2 separate regions of the Bos taurus genome follow, and region 1 is linked to region 2. Evidence: chromatin contacts called from public Hi-C data. All regions are on one chromosome and are shown on one strand. Each heading gives the region's core, a stretch centred on a gene start, on an enhancer-like site or on the middle of the called end of the contact. The rest is flanking DNA. Distances are from core to core; before and after follow the strand shown.

Region 1 (6,123 bases), core at 175-2,674, 540 kb after region 2:
CCGCCTTGTGCTTGAGCTCGTGCCGGTACACCCAGGCGAAGACCTTGGGCAGTCGCGCGTCTGCCACACAGTAGGTAACGCGGTGCAGCAGGTACAGGTGGCCAGGGCGCCGCAGCGCGCGCTCCTCGGCGTGCACCATGCGGATACCCTGCGCACTCACAGTCAGCTTCATCTTGGTGCCCTGACGGCCCGCCTCACTCTTGCTCCAGATCTTGCCCACCGCTAGGTCGGTGCAGCCGTCGCCGCGCGCCTGGATGGTGGTGGCATTGCCCAGGTAGAGCACAGTATAAGTGGGATCCTCGCTGGTGATGTGCAGTTTTTTGCGCTTGGAGCGAAACATGCTGCCCACCCGGCTGAGCGCGCCTTCGGGGCACGCCCTCGCTAGAGAGCTGAGCGCCGAGTAGTGCAGGCTCACCGCGTAGCCCTTGGGCTTAGACGCCTGCCGTGGCGGCGCCTCGGCCAGCAGCTCGAACTTGTGCTTCTTCCACGGCAGCATCTCCGGAGGGCGCCCCCGCGCAGCTGGGCGGCGGCGGCGGAGCGCCGGTTGAGAGCCCGGCTGAGCCACCCGCCCCGGCCGGGCTCGGCCCGGGCAAGACCGAAAAATAAAACTCTGCTAGGAGTGGCCCACTCCGGAGTGGGGGCGGGGGAATAGGGGTGTATAAGGCTCGAGAACCCAGCACAAGAGGTAGGGGTCGAATTTTTTTTTTTTTTTTTTTAAGATTTAACTGCAAGGGGGAGGAGGGAAGGAGCACACAGATTTATCCCAGCCTGAGCAGGATCAGGGCAAAGAGTCTTAGGCAGGCAAAATGAGAGAAAGACAGCACAAGAGTGGGGCGGAAAACGTCTTTAGAAAAAAAGAGATGCAAATAAATGAGGAAGCCCCCAGCAAAAGCAGCCGGGATGGTGCGAGAATACGCAGGAACTCCTCGGCGAAGGTGAAAAGAGCCCCCCCTCTCACACTCACACACACAGTCGCTAGGGCCAGAAACCGCGGAAACTCAACCGCGAGTGTACCCAGGGGTCGGTACTCCCCACCTCCAAGGGGTCCTGGAGGCAGAGAGCCCCTCGGTTGAGCGGGTCCCAGAAGCAGTTGCTTGCCCCAAGTGCGCTCCGATGGTGGGTCGGATGGCCGCGGCGGGCCCCGCGCAGCAATCCCCCCGTGGCTCACTGCATCTTCCCACAGGCAGGACGCCGGGGACTCGGGCTCCGCGGCTCACTGTTAGGGCTGGCTCGGCGGGGGCAGCGCGGGGCTCCGAGGGCCAGGCGTGCGCATGGTCGGCTCCCGGGACGGTCGCTACCTCATTTCTTTTCTCCGGAGGGTGTCTGACTCGGCTCCCGGGATCCCCTGGCTCGGCTGCCAGCCTTTGCAGCGCGCCCTCTCCGGTGCTACGAGCGGTAGCTGCCTCGCCAGCCTCACATCCTTGCAGTCCGAGAGGAAGATCTCGGGTAAATATAGGCCGGCACGAACCATTCGCCGCACGGGGACAGGGGAGGAGCAGAGACAAGGATCTGTTTCAGGCTTGGACGCCCGGCGGTTTGCCGATCTCTTAAAGGGATCTGGTTGCAGCCATTGGTTGGGGGGAAAGGGAGACCGATCCAGTCTGGCAATTTCATCCCAAATTTACCAATATCCCCTATATCTACAGAAATCTCCAAGACCTGGGGTTACCCCGCAGGAAAAGCAACTTGGATTCTGACACTCCACCCCCAGGCTGAATTGCAACTCACTGAATAAATGTATGTCTCCATCGAAACTTCTGGGGGAGGCGGTGGAAGGTGGGATTTAGACTATAATGTGCAAAAAGGTTGGGGAAATAGTATTTCTTTCTGTGTGTGACAGCTTTCTGAGAATGACTGGGTGCTATTTTTTTCCCCAGAATTTTATTCTGGCAAAGAAAATAAAGAAGGGCAAAGAAAACATCTTTCATTCTCTTGGAGCCCCTTCTCCACATGTAAAGAGCAGATAATGAAAAGAGAGATGAGTGGTAATAAGATGGTTGGAGTGAACACTACAGTGTGTATTTGATAAATAAGCTCCTAACCCCTAGCAGTGGCCCAGCCTTCTGTCAGGGCCTAAGCGGGAGAGCACTTTTCTGAGATATATACAGTTTCTAAATAATCCTTGTGTGTGGTTAAGAACTCAGTTTACTTTGGCAGGCCAGGCATTTAGTTTTATTACATTACTATCACATTATGGATGAAAATTCCTAGTAAAAATTCAAATGACTTTTATTTGTTTCAAATAATGCCCACCCACCCTCCATGAGAATGCTTAGCATTAATCATTCTCTTCTCTTGTGCCAGCTTGACACTGTCACTTTAATCATCTGGCTGGCCTGACCCTTGGTTAGTAACTCATTTCTGGGCCCTTGAAACAACCAGCTTTCCTCTATGGTCTGCTCACTCAAAGCAAAACCACTTGTAGCTGAAATGTGTAATAAGTGTCCTGATAACCCTGCATGGAACACCCAAGCTCATCCCACAGGAGGACAGTAGACCCTCCCACTCTCCAGGCCCAGGCTTCTGGGGATCTGGGTGTCTCTGGCTTCCATGCCAGGTCCTGATCTCAGCACAACCGTAACCCCTCCTGGAGATTCTCTGGCCCTCTATTTTTGCTAACTTTTAACCTTTCTTTGAAAGTAAGTGAAATTCACTCAGTCGTGTCCGGCTCTTTGCAACCCCATGGACTGTATGTCCATGGAATTCTCCAGACCAGAATACTGGAGTTGGTAGCCTTTTCCTTCTCCAGGGATCTTCCCAACCCAGGGATCGAACCCAGGTCTCCCCCATTGCAGGCAGATTCTTTACCAGCTGAGCCATGACTCAATTTTCTAGAGTCATTGGTACTGAATTTCAGTTTAACTTTCCTGAGTACCTTTTGGAACCAGGCCCTGAACTGGGAGTCGACAGACCTAATTCCTGTCTCCAAGAAACTCCCAGTCCAGTGAAGGATATAAAGTTCACCCAACTCTGGGCTTCTGCTGGAACATAAATTCTATGAGAGCACCCTGTCTGCACAATGCCTGGCACCACTTAATTGTTGAATGAATGAATGAAACATGCATGTAAACAAGAAGACAGAGTGGATCAAATGGCCTGCGAAGATCCCAGAGTACTCTGAGAAGCTGGAGAAGAAAAGATTCTTTGTGACTAGGAAAATCAAAGAAGGTTCCACAGAGGTGGTTATGTTTAAAATGAACAAGACGTCACCAAGCCGGAAAGAGTTAAAGGGCTTTCCAGATATAGCAAACATAGAACATAATAATGCATGCACGTGTGCAGTTTAGGATGGCATTTAATAACAATGAAACAGGATAACTTTCCTGATGGTTCAGTGGTTAAGAATCCACCTGCCAATGCAGGGGACATGGGTTCGATCCCTTGTCTAGGAAGATTCTACACGCCATGGGACAACTAAGCCCATGTGCCACAACTAATGAGGCCCACATGCCCTTCAGCCTGTGCTCTGCAACAAGAGAAGCCCCAGCAATGAGAAGATCACACTGCAACCACAGAATAGCCCCTGCTCTCCGCAACTAGAGAAAGCCTGCATCCAGCAGCAAAGACCCAGGGCAGCCAAAATAAAATAAATAGTTTTTTTAAGTGAAAGAGGAAAATTTCCTGATCAAACAAGGAATTATGCTGATCGTGCTTTCTGGGCTCTCCTAGTCTCTTAGAGAAGGAATGGCCTTTTCATGGCTGGCTGGGCCCAGAATGTGATTAGAACAGTGCTATAATGACTTACCCTTCAACTGCCCTGATAGGTTAATGGAGGCAAGGTGTTGGAAGGAGCTGGTTAGGACTGTAAAAAGCCACTTAAACCAAGGTTAATTCCTCTTCTGCTTGCATTTCAGGAATATCTTATAGTGGCAATGAAGTAGAGAGAGTAAGTAGTCCAAACAAAAAAAAAATCCTATAAAAACCACACCAAATTAACTTGTGCTAAGTGACCTTTCGGAGAAGGCAATGGCATGCCACTCCAGCACTTTTGCCTGGAGAATCCCATGGACGGAGGAGCCTGGTGGGCTGCAGTCCATGGGGTCGCTAGAGTCGGACACGACTGAGCGACTTTACTTTCACTTTTCACTTACATGCATTGGAGAAGGAAATGGCAACCCACTCCAGTGTTCTTGCCTGGAGAATCCCAGGGACAGGGGAGCCTGGTGGGCTGCCATCTCTGGGGTCGCACAGAGTTGGACATGACTGAAGCGACTTAGCAGCAGCAGCAGCAAGTGACCTTTAGCTAGGCCATATTTCAAAGTCTAGACTCTACAAAAGCAGACATCATGTTCAAGCAGTTAACATTTCCAAATTACTCAGAGGTTCAAGGATTACGACAAGGTTGTGTATTGTCACCCTGCTTATTTAATGTATATGCAGAGTACATCATGCGAAATGCCAGGTTGGATGAAGCACAAGCTGGAATCAAGATTGCCAGGAGAAATATCATCTTCAGATATGCAGATGATACCACATTGATGGCAGAAAGCAGAGAGGAACTAAAGAGCCTCTTGAAGATCGTGAAAGAGGAGAGTGAAAAAGCTGCCTTAAAACTCAGCGTTCGAAAACTAAGATCATGGCATCCAGTCCCATCACTTCATAGCAAATAGAAGGGGAAAAAGTGGAAGCAGTGACAGATTTTATTTTCTTGGGCTCAAAAATCACTGTGGATGGTGACTTCAACCATGAAAATTAAAAGACACTTGCTCATTGGAAGGAAAGCTATAGCAAACCTAGACAGCACATTAAAAAACAGAGACGTCACTTTGCTGACAAAGGTCCATATAGTTAAAGCTATGGTTTTTCCAGTAGTCATGTACTGATGTGAGAATTGGACCATAAAGAAAGCTGAGTGCTGAAGAATTGATGCTTTCAAATTGTGGTGCTGGAGAAGACTCTTGAGAGTCCCTTGGATTGCAAGGGGATCAAACCAGTCAATCCTGAAGGAAATCAACCCTGAATATCCTAATGAAGGATTGATGCTGAAGCTGATAGGTTCCAATACTTTGGCCACCTGATGCAAAAAGCCAACTCATTGGAAAATACCCTGATGCTGGGAAAGATGGAAGGCAAAAGGAGAAGGGGGCGGCAAGAGGATGAGATGATTAGATAGCATCACCGACCGACTGAATGGATGTGAATTTGAGCAAACTCTGGGAGACAGTGAAGGACAGAGGAGCCTGGCATGCTATAGTCCGTGGAGTCGCAGAGTCGGACACGACTTAGTGACTGAACAACAGTGAAGAACAACCAAGGATCAGAAGGGTTTAGGGAGGAAGTGGAGGCGCTGGTGATGGGAGCTAGGGCTTGTCTTAACCTCCACGAGAGGCACCTCCTTGGGCTTCATGCAGTGGCAGAGAAAACAGTGGTGCACAGCAGCAGGGAGGACTCCACTGGCAGGCCAGGCTTTCTAGCAGACCCAATGTCCCAGATGCACAGGCTCACAGAGCTGCTCCTGGGCTATCTTCTTAGTAAGCTTATTTTCAACCTGGGAGGACACAGAAGATTTAAGCAAATATGAGCACTCCGATGTGTAAGACACACACCGTGTAGACCTGAGATGTAGAACAGTTCCAGAATAGACCTCAGCAAAGTCAGCTGGCAAGGGCTGACCGAAACTGCATGGCTAGAAACTGCACGGACCACAGACTGTTTTTTATGACACTGCCCCATCTACTGGTGCCAGGCAAGAGTGACACTTGGTGAAACGTTTTCTCACAGAACCAGATAAGCCAGCAGCAGAACCAACACACAGCCAAGTCACAGCCGGAAAGAAACCCAGCCTCTAACATAAATTCGAAGAGTAAGCCTTTTAGCTTGCACGAAGCTTTGGGGCTGGCTTTCTCCCACCTTATTTCTCGAATAATGCTCTTCCTGCTTGGTCCCCCTCCCCCTACATCCCACTGAATGAACATTGGCTTCAGCCATGACAAATGACATACCTGGGATCTTCAAAGTCATTCAACACATATTTGTCGAGAGTCCACTGTAGATGTGATGTCATTGCTGGGGATACTGCACCAAAGCAGACAGACAGGTCTTTGCCCTCATGGGATTTATATCCTGTGGCGAGGCAGATAACAAGCAAACAAACACCTGAGAAAATATCAGTTAGTGAAGAGT
Region 2 (5,921 bases), core at 2,116-4,615:
TTATATACAGGGGGATCAAACTGTTTTGTCACCTGTTTCTTTCATTTAATAAATGAGGGACAAGTTTCTAAGTCTTTAATCTGCATCACTTTTGGGAGGATTTTTAAAAATCTTCTTATTGAAATTTTCAAACACTCAAAAGTAGAGATAATAAGTTTAGTAGCTATTGGTTCATGACTTATACACTGTTTTATCTATACTTGTACCCATTTTTCCTCTTCCCTGTTTTTTTTAAGATGGGTGCCAGACATTTCAACAAATTGTTGAGTATGTCTCTCTAAATATGTATATTGCTTTTATGCAGAACCTTAAAAATTATACAAATGAACTTATTTACAAAACAGAAGCAGACTTGGAGAACTGAACTTATTTATAAAACAAACAGACTTAGAGAACGAACTTACTGTTACTAGACAGGAAGGATTGGGGAGGGGTAATAAGGAGTTTGGGGTTGACATGTATACAACAAGGACCTACTGTCCAATACAGAGAACTCTTCTCAGTAGTTTGTAACAACCTAAATGGGAAAAGACTTAAAAAGAATAGATACATGTGTGTGTATAATTGAATCACTTTGCTGTGCCCCTGGACTTGACACAACGTTGTTAATCAACTATACTTCAATATAAAAAAGTTAGGGGGGGGGAAGGACTGTTCTTAAAAAATTATATCACCTTTCTTAAACTATGAAACTATGTAGTCAGTATTCAAATTCCTCAATACCTTGGTGTTCTTTAAAAAAAGATTTTTCAAATCAGAATTTATGTAAGTTCCATTCATTGCAATTGGCTAATGTATCTGTTGAGGCTGTAAATCTATAGGTTCTTCCTCCATTTATCACTTAAAAAAATTTCCACTTACAGTTTGTTGACTACAGCACCAACAGCATCTTTGTTTTTTAATTTAAAAAAATTATCTATTTTTGGCTGCACTGGGTTTTCATTGCTGTGTGTAGGGTTTCCATAGTTGTGGGCGAGTGGGCTGCTCATTGTGGCGGCTTCTCTTGTGGCTGCCCAAGCTGTAGGCACTTGGATTCAGTAGTTGTGGCTGGTGGGCTCTAGAGTGCTGGCTCAGTAGTGGCGCACAGGTTTACCTGTCACTCGGCGTATGGGATCCTCCTGGACCAGGGATTGAAACCGTGTCCCCTGCACTGGCAGGCAGACTCTTAATCACTGGATCACCAGAGAATTCCCAACAGCATCTTTATTTTAGTTTCACTTTACTGATGAACATTTGATTTTAATATCTTGTCATCATAAACCTAGCTCTGCATTACCCTTGTGGCTAAATATTTGAGTACATTTTTCCTTATTCTGTTAGGAAAATGATGGTTTACAATGGGTGGGTGTATTTCTGATGCTCATTCAGTGAGTCAAGCACCATCAGTTACTGGAGATATTATGGTTAAAGAAAGACACCTTGCTTGCTCTCTTTAAGTCTTGCCATCCCAGAAAGATGGGACTGGGTAGTTCTTAGGTGGCCCTTATGGTATCCTTGAGGATGGTGCTTCATCTGGACACTTGCAAGGGCTGGTGTTTAGAGACCACTCTTTGAGGCAGGGACACCCAAGCCAAGGTCTGAAGCAGGAGAGGTTGACGGTCTGAAGATCCAGGGCACTGCTTTTCAAACTTTGGCTTGCAGAAGAATCACCATCAAGGCCCGGGCTCATTGAAGGTAATAGGGCCTGAGCCCTTGTGTTTTATCAAGCTCCCCAGTGCTGCTCATTTCAGTTCAGTTCAGTTCAGTTGCTCAGTCATGTCTGACTCTTTGCGGCCCCATGAATCGTAGAATGCCAGGCCTCCCTGTCCATCACCAACTCCCGGAGTTCACTCAGACTCAGTCGTTGATGCCATCCAGCCATCTCATCCTCTGTCGTCCCCTTCTCCTCCTGCCCCCAATCCCTCCCAGCATCAGAGTCTTTTTCCAATGAGTCAACTTTGCAGGAGGTGGCCAAAGTACTGGAGTTTCAGCTTTAGCATCTTTCCTTCCAAAGAAATCCCAGGGCTGATCTCCTTCAGAATGGACTGGTTGGATCTCCTTGCAGTCCAAGGGACTCTCAAGAGTCTTCTCCAACACCACAGTTCAAAAGCATCAATTCTTCGGCGCTCAGCTTTCTTCACAGTCCAACTCTCACATCCATACATGACCACTGGAAAAACCATAGCATTGACTAGTCAGACCTTTGTTGACAAAGTAATGTCTCTGCTTTTGAATATGCTGTCTAGGTTGGTAATAACTTTTCTTCCAAGGAGTAAGTGTCTTTTAATTTCATGGCTGCAGTCACCATCTGCAGTGATTTTGGAGCCCCCAAAAATAAAGTCTGACACTGTTTACTCATCTGTTTCCCATGAAGTGATGGGACCAGATGCCATGATCTTTGTTTTCTGAATGTTGAGCTTTAAGCCAACTTTTTCACTCTCCACTTTCACTTTCATCAAGAGGCTTTTTAGTTCTTCACTTTCTGCCATAAGGGTGGTGCCAGTGCTGCTAGTACCAATAAAAATTTGAGAACCACTGTTCTGTGGATAGGAGAGAGAACTGAAAGTTCTCTTAGGTTTTAGTATTGCTAGAGTGCCCTTCAGGAAAGTTGTGTCAGTATAGGCACCCTCATCTGCTGTGGAAGAGTGTGTCTCTGTCAAACCTGACACTGTGTGACCTGAGCAAGTGACCTCAGTTACGCCTCAGTTAAGAATTTGCAAAACTACCGGGTATACAGTAAGTCTCTTTTGAAGTGTTTAAGTCTGTTAAAAAAACAAAACCCACAAGCTTCCTGGGGAGCTCTGAACCACCCAAAGTTTGTGGCAGGTGGCCCCCTGGTGGCCACATCCTTTAGGTTGCCTCTGGTCGGCCTCAGAGATGCCAAGTGAGGTGAGCAAGGGATTCATACCTCGGGTGTCAATCCTACTTCACCGAGAATGGGAAAGGAGTTGCTAGTTTAAATTCTTCAGCCCTAGATAGTCTCCAAGGTGTGAAAGGAGTCAGGGAGAGGACGTAAAGCCTTTAAGAAATTAGGAGGGAAAAGATATAAACAGAAAATTTTTTGTGCGTCCAGTTTAGTCTTTTTGCTTCCGAAGGCTTAGCTTCGGTTTCTAGAGCCTGAGGCTGTGCACTTAACGAGGGCCATTTTCCACAGGCCGTACAGCCTGCTGGCTCGTGTGTGCAAGTCCTCACCGCCTCCTTCAGACACGCTGGAGGGACTCCTGCGGGCTCACTGCCCGACCCCACTGTAATCCTTCTGAGCTTAGGACCCAGTGGCTGCCAGGCAGCCTGGCCCCGCCTCTCCGCGTATCAGCGCCCGCAGATTGGCAGCTCGGCTCCGCCCCCGCCATGGCTGCCGCCTGCTGCCGGGGCTGCTAACTTGCTGCCGGGATACTGGTCTCTGCCGCAACTCTCCGGCTGATCTGTCCGCGGGCGGGCGGCGCATGGGTCTCCTCCGAGGCGGGCCCCCGTGCGCTCGGGCCATGGCGCGTCTGGGCGCTGTGCGCTCCCACTACTGCGCGCTGCTGCTGGCCGCGGCGCTGGCCGTCTGTGCCTTCTACTACCTGGGCTCGGGCCGGGAGACCTTCTCCAGCGCCACCAAGAGGCTGAAGGAGGCCCGCGCCGGGGCCCCTGCTGCGCCCTCACCGCCGGTGCTGGAGCTGGCGCGGGGATCCTTGGCGCCGGCCCCGGGCGCTAAGGCCAAGAGCCTGGAGGGCGGCGGGGCCGGGCCGGTGGACTACCACCTGCTGATGATGTTCACCAAGGCCGAACACAATGCCGCGTTGCAGGCCAAGGCCCGCGTTGCCCTCCGCTCCCTGCTGCGCCTCGCTAAGTTCGAGGCGCACGAGGTGCTTAACCTGCATTTCGTAAGCGAGGAGGCCAGCCGCGAGGTGGCCAAGGCCCTGCTGCGGGAGCTGCTGCCGCCCGCCGCCGGCTTCAAATGCAAGGTGAGCGGGGCCCCAGCTAGAGGCTCCGGATAGGTGACTCGGTCAGTGTGGGGCCCGGCCTGGATCCAGGGGTCAGGAGGGAGGTGTCTTAGTTGCGATGCCCATTGCCAGTGCCAGCAGAAGCCTAACCCCTTAACCCGTACCCTGCCTGAATTGTGCGTTCATAGCACGCTGCAGGCATGGTCCGGGGGGGCGTGTCTCGGAGCCTCTATTAGCTGACTTCCTTGATCCGAGCTTCCCTTTAACTGCGGCCCCCTGGAGAATCAGCAAGCCCGCTCTTTCCTGATGTGGTTGATTTCAGCAGTCAGTGCCTTTAAGTCTGCCCCTCTGTTTATTCTTTTCAGTGTTTGACTTTTGAGGATGGAGCAGGTCACTTGAAGGTGCAGCGTCTGCTGGACAAGGTCTTAGGCCGCTTGAGTTGTTCAAATTACAGGGACATTTCTCATAGCTCTAAGGATTTCAGTTGAAACTGGTCCAGCCCAAACCCAGCCCCATGTGAACCATTTCATCTCCTCAGTGTGCCTCCTTCTTCCCTTCTCTTCAGGGTCATGAACCCATTTAGAAAAGCAGCGGGTTCCTCCCAGCAAGAAAGTGCTCCAAGAGGTAAAGATATAAGATCTGGAGAGGGCAGAGCAGAGCTAGTCGTCTTGTTCCGGGCTGGACCACCTGGCTCTTCTTGTGAGAGATTGTATTCTTCAGTCAGCCAGCTCAGTCGCTCAGTCATATCCGACTCTTTGCGACCCCGTGGACTGCAGCACACCGGGCCTCCCTGTCCATCACCAACTCCTGGAGCTTACTCAAACTCATGTCCATCTGGTCGGTGATGCCATCCAACCATCTCATCCCCTGTCATCCCCTTCTCCCACCTTCAGTCTTTCCCAGCATCAGGGTCTTTTCCAGTGTGTCGGTTCTTTGCATCAGGTGGCCAAAGTATTGGAGTATTTCAGCTTCAGCATCAGTCCTTCCAATGAATATTCAGGACTGATTTCCTTTAGGATTTACTGGTTGGATCTCCTTGCAGTCCAAGCTTAGTGTTAATGGCCTCAGTTAAATTACATGTCTCCTTTTGACCTAATAGTTGCCCAGAGGGGATCTAAGGTGTGATTTTGGGATAGAAATAATGTGCACTAAATCACTCCAGTCATGTCCGGCTCTATGCGACCCAATGGACTGTAGCCCACCAGGCTCCTCTGTCCAGCGGGATTCCCCAGGCAAGAATACTAGAGTGGGTTGCCATGTCCTCCTCCAAGTGATCTTCCGGACCCAGGGATTGAACCCGTGTCTCCTGTCTCCTGCGTTGGCAGGCGGGTTCTTAGTAGCTGATCTTAAAGGATGGAGACTGGTGGTAGGGGGAGGGGCGGTAAGATTAGTGTACCATGCGTTTGTGCTGGGTGAGTGACTAAGGGGAGCCAGTGCTGGCCTCCTGCAGGGTTCAGGGGCCTGTTGGTGTTTGTTTTTAGCCGCACCACACAGCCTGTGGGATCTGAGTTCCTCGACCTGTGTACCTTGGAGTGGAAGTTAACCAGTGGACCTCCAGGGAACTCCCTTTTTTGTTGTTGTTGTCTACAGAATCAAGTCCTCATTTCTTGGCAGGGCTGTCTGTTGTGGGGCCGGGCTCCTCAGCCAACCTCCTTGTCCTTCCCCTACTAACAGTACTGAATGTGCCTTTACACAAGCTGTACTCTCTGCCCAGAGCGTCCTTCCTTTCTTCCTGGGCCCTTGACCACGGTTTACGTAGTTTTCACCTTCCCCCAGGAATTCCCCCAGAACCGGGGACAGTCTGTGCCCAGCCCTCCACAGCATTCTGTTCCAGCTTTCTGCCATAGCATCCAGTCTATGCCCTGCCCAGAAAAAATGAACCCTTCAGGAACACCCACCAGTCATAGTGAGGCACCTGGTCTGGATTCCATGGTACAGGAGGCCAAGAATCCAGGTCCAGGGTCCACTGTCTGAGCTGGGGTTCTTTCAGCCTGGGGCTCATGCCGATTTCCGTAA

The links. Hi-C and Micro-C count contacts between places; a contact is called where the count stands out from the background.
Region 1: a Hi-C map of skin fibroblasts shows a contact between it and region 2, with 5 times the contacts expected there. The contact joins the promoter of FAM43A here to the promoter of XXYLT1 in region 2. A contact is called at or near these places in 6 of 11 Hi-C or Micro-C datasets (blastocyst, liver, skeletal muscle and 2 more).

Annotation. Positions count from the first base shown.
Region 1 is chr1:72,862,339-72,868,461 of ARS-UCD2.0, forward strand. FAM43A (family with sequence similarity 43 member A) reads right to left here and starts at 1,425. Exons shown (of 1, transcript XM_002684829.6): 1 at 1-1,425. The coding sequence starts at 496.
Region 2 is chr1:72,323,413-72,329,333 of ARS-UCD2.0, forward strand. It overlaps XXYLT1 (xyloside xylosyltransferase 1), which reads left to right and starts at 3,366. Exons shown (of 4, transcript NM_001075999.1): 1 at 3,366-3,926. The coding sequence starts at 3,423.